Regions from separate parts of the Mus musculus genome. Here region 1 is linked to region 2. Evidence: chromatin contacts called from public promoter capture Hi-C data. All regions are on one chromosome and are shown on one strand. The core of a region is the stretch at or near the end of the contact, and the rest is flanking DNA. Distances in the headings are between cores, read along the strand shown.

Region 1 (2,809 bases), core at 31-2,530, 610 kb before region 2:
ATTCTTGCATTGCAACTTCCCTAAGCCATAAAACCCCTTCATCATCAAGGAATGTCTAGCATGTCTGAGTCCCTAAGTTCAGTCTCCAATGCTACAAAAATAAAACTGTCGAGTGGTTTGCATTAGGGATAGTGTCTTGAAATGTAGCCCTGCTTGGCCTAGAACTTTACAGTCTTCCTATCTCAGCCTCCCAGAGGGCTGATTGTGAACCACTATGTCTGCATGTCTGTGTGTATTATTATTATAAGGGTGGGTATTATTATTATTATTATTTTGGTATAGGGCTTTACATTTCTTATTTTAATTTAGTTTAGAAATGGAGTCTCATTGTGTTCCAGGATGACCTGGAACACAATCCTGAGTTCTGGGATTACAGGAGTGGTGTTTTTGTTTTGTTTTGTGTGTCCTGTCCAAGGTGCTCCAACGAACCAACTGGTGTAGGTAAACCCTTTACCATTGAGCCGTACCACAAGCCCACAGGCATAGTTTTAATTCTTAAAGAGAACATTAAAAAACAACAACAAAAAAAAAACCACTTTTTACACCTATGATTTTGTGTGCCCATATGCCACTGTGGCATGTGAAGGTCAAAGGACAATTTATCAGTACTGGTACTTTTTCCATAGTGTGGGCCTAAAGGATTGAACTCAGTTGGTCACTCTCCTTGGCCATAAACATTGACTGCTGAGCCTTCTCTCTGGCCCCAGGACATTATTTTGTTGACAAGGGGACACACGGTGCCTAAGGCATGATGTCCCCCCCCCCGCCCCCGCAGACTGCTGCTTTGAGAGAGCGGTGGTGTCCTGGGTTCTTCCCCGCCCCCCCCCCCCCAACCATTCTCCTGAACCCACCTCTTTTTCGGTCATGGCTACAGATGATGAGTGTACTTGAGTTCACACTTCCAAAACTGCAATGGGCTGAGGTGGTCTCCCACTCAGCTTAAGGAAAGGACGCCACTGTCTCTAGCTATATAATACAATGCTTTTCATGTTGCAGGTACTCAGTTATTTTGGAGCAAAGTGCCTTTTAGGAATATTCATTTGGTAAGGTGGATGATGAATTGGGCTTTTGAGTCAGAAAGAGATGCGGTGCGGTTTGTTCCATCTGCCTTCGTGGGGTCAAGTCAGCCCCTCCAAACCAACTTCAGGCAAGGGGAATCAAGTCCACATTTGGGATACAAATATACAACTCGTAGTGCCTGACAGAGAAGCTGGGCTGGAGCGCCGCGCGACAGCTAGCCAGAGATGGGTCAGGTGACTGCTTTCCCTTGGCAACGGCTTGTTCCTAGCAACCCGGCTGCTGGTCCAGGCGGAGCTGCCAGTGGGTGGGAGACGCCGCCATGAATCCCTCAGGAACCATTGGGGTCCTAGAGCAGAATGGGGAAGAACACTTAGCCACCCCGATTCTCGGACCCTCGGTGCATTCGGATAACCCGCAGGAGCGGATCCAGGCCCGGCGCCTGCGCATCGCTGCTCGTCAGGAAGCCCGAAGGCGGTGAGCTGGGTGGCCGGGTGGTGCGATGGGGAGCCCAGAGTGCCCTGCAGGGAGCTGGGGCCGGGCTGGGTGGGAGCTCCATGGTAAGGTGTGTGTGTGTGTGTGTGTGTGTGTGTGTGTGTGTGTGTGCGCGCGCGCGCCCTGGGTGTAAACAGAAAAACTTTTCTTCTAGAACATTCAAGCAGTGAGTTTTGGGACAGCTAGGGCTACATAATGAGACCCTGTCCCAATATTTGAAAATAAAAATAAAAAAGTTCTAGGTCAGATTTATTCCAGAGGCTAGAGTTTGTTGACGAGATGTAATGGACCGCGATCTGTGAAAGAGTCGGTTATCCCCATTCTACTGAGAATACCTTATCACAGCCAGTGAGCATATGTGATTGTGTGTTCCACACAGATATGAGCATCTTGATCCATTTTAAAATTAAAAAATAAAATAAAATAAAGCCAGGTTAGTGGCTTATGCCTTTAATCTCAGTACTGGAGTGGCAGAGGCAGGCAAATCTCTTTGAGATCAAGGCTAGCCTAGTCTACGTAGGAAGGCCTTGACACCTCAAAATAAAAATAAAATAAGAGTAAAAGCTTTCATTTCACTTAGTGGCCACACTCCCTGGGCCCAAGGCCATGTCGACGGATCTACTGTAGCAAAGGCGGGGTGGCTGCTTGCTTGTGCTTGCGGACATTGATGATCATTGTCTAGAATCCATCCAGGTACTGCAAGTGCCAGACCTGTGAATTAAGAGGGGATGTGATAGGAGCCACCACACTTGCATTCCCACCATGTTCCCTAGGCTTTGGTGTCTTTATTAGCTTAGGTAAAGTTTAAGGGACATCCACTAGTCACCAGACTTCATGTGACAGTTGTTCAACTTCTAAGTCGTTCATTCCACTTTTACTTTTGGTGGTCTACAGACCCAGCAGAAGTACAAGATGGAGGTCTGTGTGCCTCCATCCTAGTTGGGCAAGGCTGTGATCATGGTTAGCATCTCTTGTTGTCATGGTAACTCAGATCTGTTTTTAATTGTCCTAACACTGTCTGGGTATCCCCTTCCCTGACAGTTCCCTGATGACCTTCAATCCCCTTGGGGAAAGGCTAGGAGCCTCACTACATTATGTATTTGCATTGTGTTCTCTGTTCTTCCTCCTGGGATCCCTGCCACCTCTTTGGTTAGGAGGTTCTGGGATGAGAACTGGGGTTGGTTCAGGAACTGGGCAAGGCAGAAGCATCCTTAGTAAGCTTGTCTGTTGCTGCTGTTTGGCTAACAGATGAACTGGACTCTTATCTGCTCTTCTACTTGTCTCCAAGTGATGCCAC
Region 2 (3,013 bases), core at 231-2,730:
GGGCTGGCCCTGTGAGGAAGAGCAACAAATACGTGAGCCAGATAAGGGGTCAACCCATCACGGCAGAGAAGACACTTGGTTGGCAGTGAAGCCCAGGTGGGGCGGAAACCTTTCCCAGACCTCGACCATAAAAGCGAGGTTATAAGCGACTAGGGCAGGACCTGGGACTGCACCCAGCCAGTGGGCTCGGAGAGTAGGAGTCCGGGCCGCCGCTGCATCCCAGCGTCCAGGGCATAGGGGTCCCTCGCTCCCGTGGCTCGGTCTTCCCTTCTGGCCTGGGTCTCGGTGAATGGACCCCGACACTTCAGCTGACGGAGCGAATGTCTTTCGCATCATCAGAACAACATGCTTTATATACTTTCATCACGCCGAAAACCAAAGGAAACCTGGAGCAGAAGCAGCATTCGTAGTCCCAAACACCGAAACTAATGTCTGCTTAGCGAGAGGAAGGCCGCCCCAGCTTTAGCCTCAATCCGGCTCACGGCGAGCTCCTGCCGCAGGGTGCGAGCCTGCAAGCCCGCCTTTCTTCTGGCCCGGGATCCTTTAGTTTACGCAGAAACACATTAGGGAAAAAAAAAAAATCTTGGTAAGCATTAGAGGGAAAACTGCAGCAGCCCGACGCAGCGGGGCCTTCGATAGCTCAGTTGGTAGAGCGGAGGACTGTAGTCAGTACAATATGGTAATCCTTAGGTCGCTGGTTCGATTCCGGCTCGAAGGACTTCGTGCACTACTTTTAGTTTACCTACACCCTAGGTCAATTGCTCCGTGGGGGAAACGCTTACTTGAGGATAGGCAGTGTATTTTCCTGGCTACGTTGAAAACCCCTTGAGTACATATAGCAGTTAAGTAGTCGAAGTACAACGTACCTTGTTCGCATATTAGGTGTTAAAGCTATAGTGACATGTACTTCAAGAAAAGTCCTTATTGCTTATGTATGTATTACATGGCTCTGTTTCAAAATCTTGCTGAGGGCTCCATCCTACTTTATATTGTGAACTACATTAGAAAACTGAGTCTCAGGAAACCTTGTAAAGGTTACAGGAAGGTACAGCACTACAGCTGGGGGATTAGCTCAAATGGTAGAGCGCTCGCTTAGCATGCGAGAGGTAGCGGGATCGATGCCCGCATCCTCCACTTCCTTTTACACACCATCAGGCTCATGATCTGTTGTGTCCACGTTTCGTTACACAGTAGAGCTAGGAGCACGGTAAACAAAGATCGGCTTCACATGCTATTTTCTTATTCACAGGTAAGTCTTTTCCTGTTTCCTGCTCACTGCTCTGTCTTTCCCGCCTCGGGGAGGCGGGCCGTTAACCGCCTACAGAGAAGACGCCTAGTGAGCCGCACACGGCGGTGGCCCGCGGAAGCCCCCAAACGGCCCCCTCACAGGTACCTGCCAACGTGCACGGAACCCTGCGTGGCGACCAATGGCAGTGCGCTTTACTGGGCGGGTAGCCAGCTGCAGCTGCGGCCAATAGGCAAGAGACTTCTTGTTTCCTGGCAGAGTGGGGTCCCGGCACCGCGGCTCTCTGGTTTTGTGTGGGTCCCGGGTGGAGGGCCCGGGTGCCGGGGCCCGAGGTGCCGCCTCGCTAGCGGGAGAGGGAGCGGGAGCAGCGGCCCGGAGAGAGGTGAGGGGCTTCGCGTGGACTGCGGCCCCGCCGGCAGGCCCCGCCCCCTTCTCAGCCCGCTCTGCCGGAGCCCCCGTCGAATGCCACCCCGCCCCCCGGCCTGCCGCGGCCGGCCCGCCGACCCCGCCTTTGGTTGACTCCCTCTGCTCCTGTGGCCTCACCTCTGACCCCTAGGACCCGCCTTCCTGTCCGCCAGTGTACCTGTCTCGACCCCTCCCACGCTTCCAAACCCCACCCTGCCCTGGACAAGCCAGGCAGCGCGAGGGTCCTCGCGAATCGAGGAGCTGCCTGCTGCTTCCAAGCGGGACTCTACTGGCCCAGCCTTCCTAGGGGTGCTTAGGACGCCCGTTACCCACACCTTCGAGGGTAGCTTTTGCACGGGCTCGTGTCTACAGGGCGGGAGGATGGAAACAGACCCTAATTGGAACTGAGGTTCAGGGCAGGTGAGCAAGTGGCTTTGGCCGGGCATAGGCTACGTTTTCATAATAGGCGTAGTAGAGGAAGGGGGTGGTAGCAACGCTCTTCAAGGTCTCCGAGAAACGAGTATAATTACAGTCGGTGCTTGTGAAGACAAAAGAGGTAAAGAAAGGAAGCTACCATTTACACTTAGAAACTTGGTTCTTCTTGCTCCGGGCTGTCCAGTACAAAGCCAATATAGGAAATTTTAATATGGCCTCTCCCTCATAGAGTCAGTGGCAACCACCCGACCTCGAGTCTCTGCCTCTTAGGTTGTTAAAAAGCTTGAGAATCTAGCGTTTTCCAACTCAACTAAGGAAGCTAGTGAGCATTCGATTGGGGAACGGTGGTGATGTAGTAAAATAGGGTGTTTTTAGGTCGCTCATACTCCTTGGGTGTCCAGGGACAGAGTTGTGCTTTCTCTTGATCTTACTGAAAGGCTACTTCCAGGTTTTCTATGAATAAGAGCGTTTTGCTTCATAGAGTAGAAAAGACATTTCTCATTTATCCAGACATACCAAACACATTGTTTCATTTTCTGCCCTTCCTCCCTATCCCAACTTTGATTTTTTTTCCCCCCAGCTCTCAGGGCCTGTGTGGGGCAAGAGGATGCTTTCCCAGCCCCACCATGGAGCTGCGCTGTGGGGGATTGCTGTTCAGTTCTCGCTTTGATTCAGGGAACCTAGCCCATGTGGAAAAGGTGGAGACTGTGTCTAGTGATGGGGAAGGCGTAGGAGGGGTGGCAACAGCCCCCGCTAGTGGGTCTGCTGCTTCCCCTGACTACGAGTTCAACGTGTGGACCCGGCCTGACTGTGCTGAAACGGAATATGAAAATGGCAACAGGTATGAGGACTGCAGGGGGTGGGAAGGCCGAGTGCTTGGATGCATCCTATAGTCAGGCATTGACTTTGAGCACCAGCACAGTATCT

The links. Promoter capture Hi-C pulls out the DNA fragments that hold promoters and counts their contacts.
Region 1: a promoter capture Hi-C map of hippocampal neurons shows a contact between it and region 2, with 2.3 times the contacts expected there. The contact joins the promoter of Drc1 here to the promoter of Agbl5 in region 2. A contact is called at or near these places in 2 of 39 promoter capture datasets (cranial neural crest and hippocampal neurons).

The regions. Positions count from the first base shown.
Region 1 is chr5:30,280,113-30,282,921 of GRCm38.p6, forward strand. It overlaps Drc1 (dynein regulatory complex subunit 1), which reads left to right and starts at 1,281. Exons shown (of 17, transcript NM_001033460.4): 1 at 1,281-1,494. The coding sequence starts at 1,340.
Region 2 is chr5:30,887,454-30,890,466 of GRCm38.p6, forward strand. Agbl5 (ATP/GTP binding protein-like 5) reads left to right here and starts at 1,481. Exons shown (of 16, transcript NM_001374737.1): 1 at 1,481-2,071; 2 at 2,667-2,927. The coding sequence starts at 2,713. Gm35795 (a long non-coding RNA gene) reads right to left here and starts at 1,502. Exons shown (of 2, transcript XR_376844.2): 1 at 1,394-1,502; 2 at 1-541. It overlaps n-TYgta9 (a tRNA gene), which reads left to right and starts at 630; the gene lies at 630-718. It overlaps n-TAagc15 (a tRNA gene), which reads left to right and starts at 1,062; the gene lies at 1,062-1,134.